Linked DNA regions of Rattus norvegicus: region 1 is linked to region 2. Evidence: chromatin contacts called from public Hi-C data. All regions are on one chromosome and are shown on one strand. The core of a region is the stretch at or near the end of the contact, and the rest is flanking DNA. Distances in the headings are between cores, read along the strand shown.

Region 1 (4,946 bases), core at 114-2,613, 170 kb before region 2:
AGTGTCTCTAAACACTTCTAATCCCCTCAATCCCTTTCCTTTAGCCCCTATTCTTAGAGTCTTTGGAACTCTGCAGTCTGCATTTCAAAGACTTTATTTTTTGGAGGCCTCCAAAAGAAGCAGAGTGTTCACCGACATGCTGCTTCTGACCCTTAGAGTGATTTTACAGGCGTAAGAATTACAGTGTCGTGTGGATCATGTTCCCAGGCTGGCGCTGGCTCTATCTCTCATCTAGACCCTTACATGGTCTGGCAAGGCACCCAGCCTGCCCTGCCCCTTGAAGTGGGGGGCCTGACATAGCTTGCCTGAAAAGGCAATAAGCAAGATCCAGCTGAAAAGAACCCAGATTCTGCAACCAGCTTCCACCAGTCAACAGATACCCCAGGGGTCTGAAATAGCAGTCAAGAGAGCTGGGCCCTGTGGGAGCTCACTGTGTACACAGGCTGCCATGTGGGCTCTGGGGAAGATGGGATTGACCGATGGTGTGGCTTGCAGGCTTCGGGTTGGTGCAGGACAAGGATGAAGCCATCGAGTCTGGAGAGCAGTGTCTGGGGCTGCTGATGTAGGGCAGAAGGCTATAGGTTTCAAGAAAGTAAGTCCTAGCAGCGGCGTTGGTATCATCTCCTGGAGCCTTGTTTTTTTAGAGCATGGGTCAGGGACAGGGATGTTCGGAAGAGCAGGCAGAACAACCAGCAGGGCACAACAGAAACTGTAGCCCTGTCAGTTTCCACAGATATGGCCACCCACAACCTCCCTTTCTCCATTCAAAGTGAAAAAACATGTAAAGGGGAGTAGGAGGCAGTCATGGCTTTGAAAGTGGCCCTGCTTGGGAGGCCCAGTGTTTACTGTTGTCCTGTGGGAAGGGACATCTTATTCAGAAGCTACTCTTGTGGTCCTGCCTCCCACCACCAGCTCCTAGACCACACATGCCACAGAACCAACCAACCCCGAGTCTCCCGGTTCCCACGATGGACAAAAGAAAAGAGTCTCTGGCACACATGGGTTCATGTTCTTTTTTTTTTTTTTTTTTTTTTTTGGTTCTTTTTTTCGGAGCTGGGGACCGAACCCAGGGCCTTGCACTTCCTAGGCAAGCGCTCTACCACTGAGCTAAATCCCCAGCCCCTGGGTTCATGTTCTTAATCAAACGGCAGTTCTACTTGGTTGTAGATTTTCTGTGATTACGACCCAAGGCAACACTATGGTACATACTGCCATTAGGAGATTATTAGGTGATCAGCACAACATGGGAGGTGGTATGGCTACCCTTCTCTTACTTCATGAATCTGTCTCTCCCTCGTCTTGTCATGGGCCTGTCAGTTGGCGTGGTTCAAAGCGGGACATTGTTCCCGTATTCTACAGTCCATGCTCACATGACTCAGGCCTCATTAATCCAAGCACTCTGCTGGGCATGTGGTTTTAATTTTGACCAAAGAGCATGTTGGTAGAATTTTTATGCAGTTATTAGGAAAAGTAAGCTCTAGTCTCCTGGGGCCGTAAAGTCTATTTCCAAGAGATTAAAGCTGACTGTGTCCAGTTTGCCTACCGTGTAGGAAGAGTTAGTGTAAGTCAGCCAGCAGAGGAGAAGCCAGAGGTCATGTAGTGAGCCCAGCTCCTTCCAACCTGTGTCTGAAATACACTCCTAGACTCAACTCAGCAATTCAGTTTTTGGCTTAAACTAGTTTGAGCTGGCTTTTTGTTTTTCATATTAGAAGATTGGATAGTGGGCCTGGGTTCAAGTCTCTGCTCTGCTGCCAGGAAACTGCATGGCCTAAATGAGAAGTTTAGCTTGTTTGTTCTTGGGACTTGTGCCTGCTACATAGGTGGTAAGATAGATGACACAGTGTTGTGAGGGAGAGATGACCACATGCTATGATTCCTCACGAGTTCAGTGTCGTTCCCAAATTCCAGAAGTTTCTTGTTGCTGATGAGGCTACATCCAAAGCCAGGTTTTCCTATCCTGTCTGCAGCTGCCCCCCAGTAGACCAGACTGGTTTTTTCTATGAACAGTGTGGTGCAGAGCACAGAGTCTGACTAGACAGTTAGACACTTGGGCTGTGTGGGGAGCTGTCACTGAGAAGGACTGAAGAGGCTGAGATTAGAGTTTGAAACGGAGAGAAAGTAAGAGAAATGTTGCTTGTTGCCTGAAAGAGGGGGTGATCCTGAGATCTTAAGAAGACTGAAGGAGAGAGGATGGCAACAAAGCGAGAAACAAGGTCTCCAGAAATTACACACGAGAGATACAGTGTGGCAAGGAATAGAGGGGGCAGAGCCTTGGGATCCAAGAGCTTGCTACACAAGCCGGACAACCCAAGCTTAATCCCTATAACCCACAATGGAAGGAGAGAACTGATTCCTCCCAGCTATCCTCTAACTTTCACATACGTAAGTGCAAATGCCATCTCCCCAAATAATAAGTTAAAAAGAAAAAAAAGGAGAATTTACATCCCTGAGAAAACACTAAGTTTCTGTACATTTTTGGTTATCTGGAAATTTTAACTGGCTCAGACTTCCTGTTGATCAAATCCCTTTTGTATAACTATGAGATGGTGTTTGTGTCATTATTACCCTGATGCCCCTAAGTTTGTGTGTTGGATGTTTTGATGTTAACCTGACACAAGCTAGAGTCATCAGAGAGCAGGCAGCCTCAATTGAGAAAACACGTCCATAAGATTGGGCTGCAGGCAACCCTGTATAGCATTTTCTTAATTAGTGGTTGATGGGGGAGGGCCCAGCCCATCATGTCTGGTGCTATCCTGAGCTAGTGGTACTGGGGCCTATAAGAAAGTAGGTTGAGTAAGACAGGAAGAGCAAGCCAATAAGCAGCAGCCCTCTGTAGCCTCTGCATCAGCACCTGCCTCCAGGTTTCTTCCGCACCTGAGTTCCGGTGTGAAAGTATAAGCCAAATAAACCCTTTCCTCCCCAACTTGCTTTTGGTTATAGTGTTTCGTCACAACAATAACAACCCTGAGAAGGACAGATATTGTTTCATTTGGGGGTAATATTTTGTGCAATGTTATAACGAAGTCCTCTTGTACTTGTGTTTCCATGTGCAAGTAACAGGAAGTGCAACTCAAACGAGTATAAAGAAAAATAATTGTATTTGTTTATACAACTGACGGCGTCCGGAGGTACAATCTGACGTGCTTGGATTAGGATTGTGGTCCTATCTCTCTAGAAGTTTCTGTAAATTGGGACTCCTCAAGCTTTAGAGTCTTCAGCAGCATCTGCAGAGCTTATCAAAACATAACGGATTCAATAGGTCGGTCACAGTGGCAGAGGGTTTCCCATTGAGGAACGGGGATGTACTTTCCATTGCTAAATTGCAAAGCTTCAGTTCCTTCTACGAGGCATCTACTTATGCCCAGGTGTTGTGGGGAGTGGGGACTTGGGGTGAACATTTGAAAGCTAAGTACATCTTTGACACTCCTCCTAGACAGACAGACAGACACACACACACACACACACACACACACACACACATGTTTAGTCATTACTGATTTTATGGGCTTCAAATACCTTCAAACTGGCCCAAAGAACACAGAAGGACCAGCTAAAACTAATGGGAAAAAAAGACTGTCTTCTGTAAGCCAGGAAGCAAGCCCCCCGCCAAGAACTGAATCCTGGACCTTGGACTTCCCAAGCTTCAGACTATTAGAAATAAATAATAAATAGTTTGGCTCACCACCTAGTGTATTGGGAAGGGTGGTTGTCTTGAAAGCCTTGGGTTTTAGAAAGGACTCCTATGGGGTCAGTGGTAAGAATGTTTGCTGTATAAGCATGAAGACTTGGACTAGAATCACCTTTCGAACCAGGATGTTGCTACCTAAGCCTGAATTCCCAGCGCTATGGAGGAAGCTGAGTCAGGAGATTCACTGGGGCTTGCTTGTGAGGATGAGGCTGCCTGTATCTCGTTTCCCGAGCCACTTGAACTTTCTAACACTAGAGGGCAGTCTAGCCCCATGGACCTGAGCAAGACAACTTTCTGTCAGTAACACAATCATGTCTCACAGGTCCCATTCTTCTCAGGGAGGAATTACCAAATTGCATCTAGAGGCTGTCTCACCAACAAAAGAAAGACCTGGGCCATTTTTAATTCGCTGCTGAACCTATAGAAACTATGTTACATTTCTTTTTTTTTTTTTTTTTTAGGTCATTTCCCCAACTCTTTTTTTTTTTTAAAAAAAGGTTTTTTGTTATTTGAAAACAATTTTTAGCTGACATGTAAAAACAAAAATTATACATACATGTGAGGTACCACGTGATATTTTGACACATGCAGTATGTATGTGGTTTTTTTTGTTTTTTGTTTTTTTTTATTAACTTCAGTGTTTCTTATTTACATTTCGAGTGTTATTCGCTTTCCCGGTTTCCGGGCAAACATCCCCCTAATCCCTCCCCCTCCCCTTCGTTATGGGTGTTCCCCTCCCCATCCTCCCCCCATTGCCGCCCTCCCCCCAACAATCACGTTCACTGGGGGTTCAGTCTTAGCAGGACCAAGGGCTTCCCCTTCCACTGGTGCTCTTACTAGAATGTTCATTGCTACCTATGAGGTCAGAGTCCAGGGTCAGTCCATGTATAGTCCTTAGGTAGTGGCTTAGTCCCTGGAAGCTCTGGTTGCTTGGCATTGTTGTTCATAAGGGGTCTCGAGCTCCTTCAAACTCTTCGAGTTCTTTCTCTGATTCCTTCAACAGGGGTCCCGTTCTCAGTTCAGTAGTTTGCTGCTGGCATTCGCCTATGTATTTGCTGTATTCTGGCTGTGTCTTTCAGGAGCAATCTACATCTGGCTCCTGTCGGTCTGCACTTCTTTGCTTCATCCATCTTGTCTAATTGGGTGGCTCTATATGTATGGGCCACATGTGGGGCAGGCTCTGAATGGGTGTTCCTTCAGTCTCTGTTTTAATCTTTGCCTCTCCCTTCCCTGCCAAGGGTATTCTTGTTCCCCTTTT
Region 2 (4,958 bases), core at 631-3,130:
CCCAGTGTTGTGGGTCATCCTACCTGAGGTCACACCCTAAAGAGAGCTGAGTAACCCAACTTCATTACACCTCCCACTCTCTGAACTTAGATTTTTTTTTCCTGGCTTTAGCTTCCTTGGGGGTCTTGTGAATGGTTCTCGAATTGCCACAAGTTCCTGATGTGCAGTTATCCAGTTAGTCAGGAAAACTGTTTCTTTGTAGTCATCCACACCTCTGGCTCTTTATGCTTCCTCTTCTGAGATGGTCCCTGAACCTTGGGGTGTCTAAGGCTGTTTTTTACTGTGCCTTCTGTCAGTGGTTAGAGTGTAGGGTGTGCAGACTGCCACTCAGCATCACTGTTAGAAATGCAAACTCTTGGGCCCTCATGAAGTACGGGGAGCATTTGCTTAGACACTGAATAGGTATAAAATGTAACTGTCTGGCACCTGAAAGGTCCTTAGTAAATGTTTGCTGATCTTTGTTTCGGTAAAAATAAAAAAAGTGGCAGAACTGGTTCCCACACATCATGGTGGTCTCGAGTTCCCTCATCAGTGGGCCATTGGAGCTAGCAGCTGGTTCCAGTGTGGCGCCATGCTACATTAGCCTAGGCATCTTCTAACCCTAGCAGTGTCTCCACCCCCATCACTGGTCGCCCTGGTCAGCCCTGACCAGCCGGGAACTCTCTGGTCCCAGCCACCCAATAAAATCATGACTCAATAAACTGTAACCCAACAATCAGATTTACATGTTAAATTCTCAGTGTATCCACACAATAAATAAACTCACAACCAATTGATAAGGATATAAACTGCCCACCTAGATAAGATATAATTTGCCCATCTAGACAACACAAAATCCTGTACACATCCATCCCTTAAGAATAGTTATAACAACCTGTAAATGTGCAGAGAGGAATCTTAACGTCCACCACCATGTTCCCTTGGCTGCCTCCCTCCTCCTCGCTCCGGCCTGTTAGAGTAGGGGTAGCCAAACTGGCCGTGAGCAAAATCTAGCCTGCTGCCTAAGTGGCCTTCGTGTTTTAAATGACTGTTAGAAAAATGCAGAGAAAGATGATATTACATGATACATGAAAGCTGTCAAAATTTAGTGCCCATCAATAAGGGTGTTTGGAAGCACAGCCCATTTCCTTTCTGGATTATCTGTGCTTGTTCCCTGCCGTGCTGCACGGTCACATACAGAGTCACTGGGTCTTATTTGAAGCACTCAAGACCAGAAGTATTTCAGATCTGTTTCTTTTAGATTTTGGAGTGCTTGCATTCTAAATAGTGGAGCATGTTATGGAAGGAGCCCAACCCTAAATAGGGGATTCATTTGTGTTTCACATAACTTCATACATGGAGCCTATTGTATTTTTAGCACACTTTGACTGATCTGTCATACGAAATCAAGTCGGGTATGGGTTTTTCTTATCAAAAATTTTTATTAGATTTGTTTAGATTTTATTAGATTTATTTAAAATTTGTGTGTGCTTATTCCCCCCCCCCCAGCCTCCCCTTGGCAGAGGCCAGAAGGGGGCAGGGCATCGGATCTCTTAGAGCTGGAGTCATAGGCATTCGTGGGATTCCTGACTCGTTATGTGGGTACTGGGATCTGAACTCCGCTCACCGTGATTGTGTAGCAAAACCTTAACTGCTGAGCTATCTGTCCAGCCCGCGTCGTGAATGTTTTTGTACTTTGTTTCATGTGATGGAGACGCTCAGATCCAAGAACAAACAAGCAAAACCCACCAAACAGAAACCTGCCACTGAGGCGTCCTTCAGTCAGCCTCTATGGCCGTTCTGAGCCTACAGCAGGCTTGGGGGTGGGGGCTGGACAGCGGAGAGCTCTGTTGCCTTTCAGTCTGTAAAGTAAGAATGTCAAGGAACAATTGTTTCTTCATTCCTGTGAATGTGGTCTTGTGTTCTCAAAGGTCAGCGCCTGTGAACACATCATGGTCTCAAGTGGGTTCCTATGGTAATCGGGCCTTCTTGACTGAGGGAGTTTTGTGTCAGACGAGGGCCACTGATTTTCATCAGTCAGTGTGTCTCATGCTTGCTTCCCGCAAACATAACCGGTTCTGTTCTTCCCTCTTTGTTCTCATCTTTCTCGCTCCTTGCACAGGCCTGGAGCCAGAGGACCATTCAGCAGGTATGGCTTTTCTTGCATTCTTAGCCTCTGGGCCTTGGGGGCACCAGGGACCCTTGAACTAGTGGGAAGCCGGTGGGTGTTACCTGTGAGTGATGGGGTTTGTTTGTGTTTTTCTTGCCTCAGATGAATGGAAACTTTCTTCCAGTGCCGATGCCAATGGCAACGCCCAGCCCTCCCCACTCGCTGCCAAGGGCTATAGAAGTGTGCATCCCAGCCTTTTGGCTGACAAGCCCCAGGTAGGTGTGTGCACGCAGATGGGGTGGAGACTCGTTGGCAGCCCAAACTTGTGCCTTCCAGCTGGATTAGGGAGTAGCATTCAGACTCTGATCCTCTCTGGGATAGCTTTTTAAGGAGGAGAATCTTAGTAGGAGAGTCGGGGCTCAATGAGAACAAGAGAATGGGATGAGGCTGGTCTCTGTGGGTGTTGGAAGCAGGTCTGCTGTGCTCTAGGTTCGATATACACGTGGAAAGGTTCTAAAAGAAGGAATCCACTTAGCCTGGAACAGGTAGGAGAAAGTCTAGGCTTATTTTCCAGAAACTGTTGAGAGCGTAAGATTCCCATGAGCGTCTCTGGTATTTACCTCACTAACTTTCTAAAGCTGAGACTTTCAGAGTTCGAGCGAGTGACCGTACTGCGACAGGTTAACATCAGCTATTTGTGACCAAACCATAAATCCATAGCCCAAGGGTCTGAGGACAGTAATCACAACACACGCACACAAACACACACACACACACACACACACACACACATGCACACGTACATGCACACACACACAAACACACATACACATGCACACGTACATGCACACGTACATGCACACACACACACACACACACACACACACACACACACACACACACACACCCTGAATAGGTACCTTCTCATCTGCTCTTGGAAGTGAAGAGGGATTAGGCCTTGATAGTGATCTCATGGCAGACAGTCCTCTACAACTATTCAGTTTAGTGTAGGCTTGATTTTGCTTTGGTTGTTGCTCCTAGGTGGTTTTCCACCTTTTTAAAAATTCTCCTCACTATACTTTGCTATTTTTAATAAAAGGAATAGATCCTATCATTCCAGTGGCGTATGAAGGGTGCTTTATAAGGAGGAGCCACTTACACGGAATGGAGCCATCTTCCTGTAGGAGGTACCATTGCTCAAAAGACCACTGGATGGTTCAAGCCCCTGACCTTCTGAAGGTTGCCCAGAACACACAAGGGAATGAGATAGTATCTTCCCTCTGTAGACCTGTCTCCCTGGTCTGCAGCTTGCCGCTCATCTGTCTTGTTGTTGTTGAGCAGCACCATTAAGCCTTTCTGCCTCCTGCCATGACTTATCTCCTGACTTTCAGCTCTGTACACGCAGGCCCTGGTTAGAGGCAGGCACTGTGGGTAGGCCTGGCTTCCTGAAGGTTGTTTGTCTGTTTAATGGCTTGTCAGAGTTTTCCCATGTGAGAGCTTTCTGAGTTTATGATACGCTGTCTGTGGTATCAGCACTTCCTTTGCAGCCATCTCAAGTATGGATACTGCTGCTATACTCACACTGGAGCGCAGCCGGCATCCAGTCGAAACATTAAGTACACTGTCTTCCACCATCAGTGGCTTAGCCTAAAGGCTAACCCTCCAGTGCCTCTCGGTTTTGTGAACACAAAAAAAGCAAGGGCCGGGCCGGGGTTGTATTTCAGGGGTGGAAACACTTGCCTGGTATGTCCAAGGCCCAGGATCTATTTCCCAGCACTGCATGGCTAAAGAACACAGGGGAGGTAAAGAAGAATCTGTTTAGCACAACTTCATTGTGCACTTGTACGTAGACCAGTGTGCAGCACACCGCCCTCAGGGAGTTTATAAGGGGAGCTTTATAGTAAGGTTGAGCATCCTGTGCTATGTCCACCAGCACATGTCATGATCTGTCGGTCAACTTTACATTTCCTGCACTGTCTTCAGGGAGTCAGACGAATAGCTGACATAGGAAATGCATTCTACAACGCTCAGTGTTAGAGTCGCCCACTCCAATGCTGGGAACTCTGTGTCCTGTATTACTTTGCAGATTTATTTTCTGGAAGTTATGCCATCTTAGCTGTGTAGGGCTTGCTATGATTAGTCACCGGCTTCCATAAAGGCAAGGCGGGCCAGGCACCTTCTTGGCTTTGTTCCAGCCCTGTGGAGTTTATGAATCTGTTGGCAGAACATCTTCCCTTAAGGGCTCAGTTACCTTCCAGAAGATGGATGGGCGGGCCTGTGTCCTGCCCACCTGGGCTCACTCCTCCCAACCCTCCAGGGTTCCCATGGCCAGGGAACCACAGTGTCCCTTTCCGTGATGTCATCATCGGCGTGTCAGTCCCAGTAGAGATGAGGCTTGGAAGTTTCTGAAATATAAACTATATGAACACACCATGTTTTCTGAGAAGTGTCCCTCTCCCATAGACACACTTTACTGAAAAGATAGTTGAGTTTCATTTGTGGGCAGTGGACAGGGTAGGCCACAGTACGTAAAACTAAGCCAAAAACTACTTGTTCCTTTGTGTTCCTGCTCAGTCAAACTCCAGCTCCTTCTTTAGAGTTAAAAGAAGCCTAGGACAGGAAGTCCTTTGACTCTGTACATTATGGACACTCTGGGGAAGTGTCCTCCCTGTAAGGTTACAACCCTAGCAGGACTTGTGCCTGATGTCACGCAGTCCTGGTTCCATGCATGGAGTTTAAAAACCATCGAAACAGATTTCTATCTTTGGGCTAGAAGTCACATGCGAGAGACTCTGGGGCAAAGTCAAAGCGAACCTGAGCCAATATCAAAATGACTTTCTCCTTGCTTCTTCTCGTTAGCCCTGTGCGC

The links. Hi-C and Micro-C count contacts between places; a contact is called where the count stands out from the background.
Region 1: a contact with region 2 is called in a Hi-C map of Schwann cells, with 2.8 times the contacts expected there. The contact joins two enhancer-like sites. A contact is called at or near these places in 10 of 12 Hi-C or Micro-C datasets (the A7r5 cell line, Schwann cells, frontal cortex and 5 more).

What each region holds. Positions count from the first base shown.
Region 1 is chr1:249,319,793-249,324,738 of GRCr8, reverse strand. It overlaps LOC134485237 (a long non-coding RNA gene), which reads right to left. Exons shown (of 2, transcript XR_010063263.1): 2 at 3,080-3,232. Among named protein-coding and RNA genes, the nearest start is that of Mir6317-1, 26 kb to the left of the region's middle. Within about 2 kb of position 1,363, at least 5 of the 93 cell types and tissues checked have an H3K27ac peak or open chromatin away from gene starts, as enhancers often do. A contact at or near this core is called in Schwann cells, where this site is marked.
Region 2 is chr1:249,149,948-249,154,905 of GRCr8, reverse strand. Sorbs1 (sorbin and SH3 domain containing 1) reads left to right here. Exons shown (of 32, transcript NM_001421361.1): 7 at 2,102-2,128; 8 at 2,252-2,364. It overlaps LOC120097534 (a long non-coding RNA gene), which reads right to left. Exons shown (of 2, transcript XR_005495044.2): 2 at 703-4,506. Among named protein-coding and RNA genes, the nearest start is that of Pdlim1, 110 kb to the right of the region's middle. Within about 2 kb of position 1,880, at least 5 of the 93 cell types and tissues checked have an H3K27ac peak or open chromatin away from gene starts, as enhancers often do. A contact at or near this core is called in Schwann cells, where this site is marked.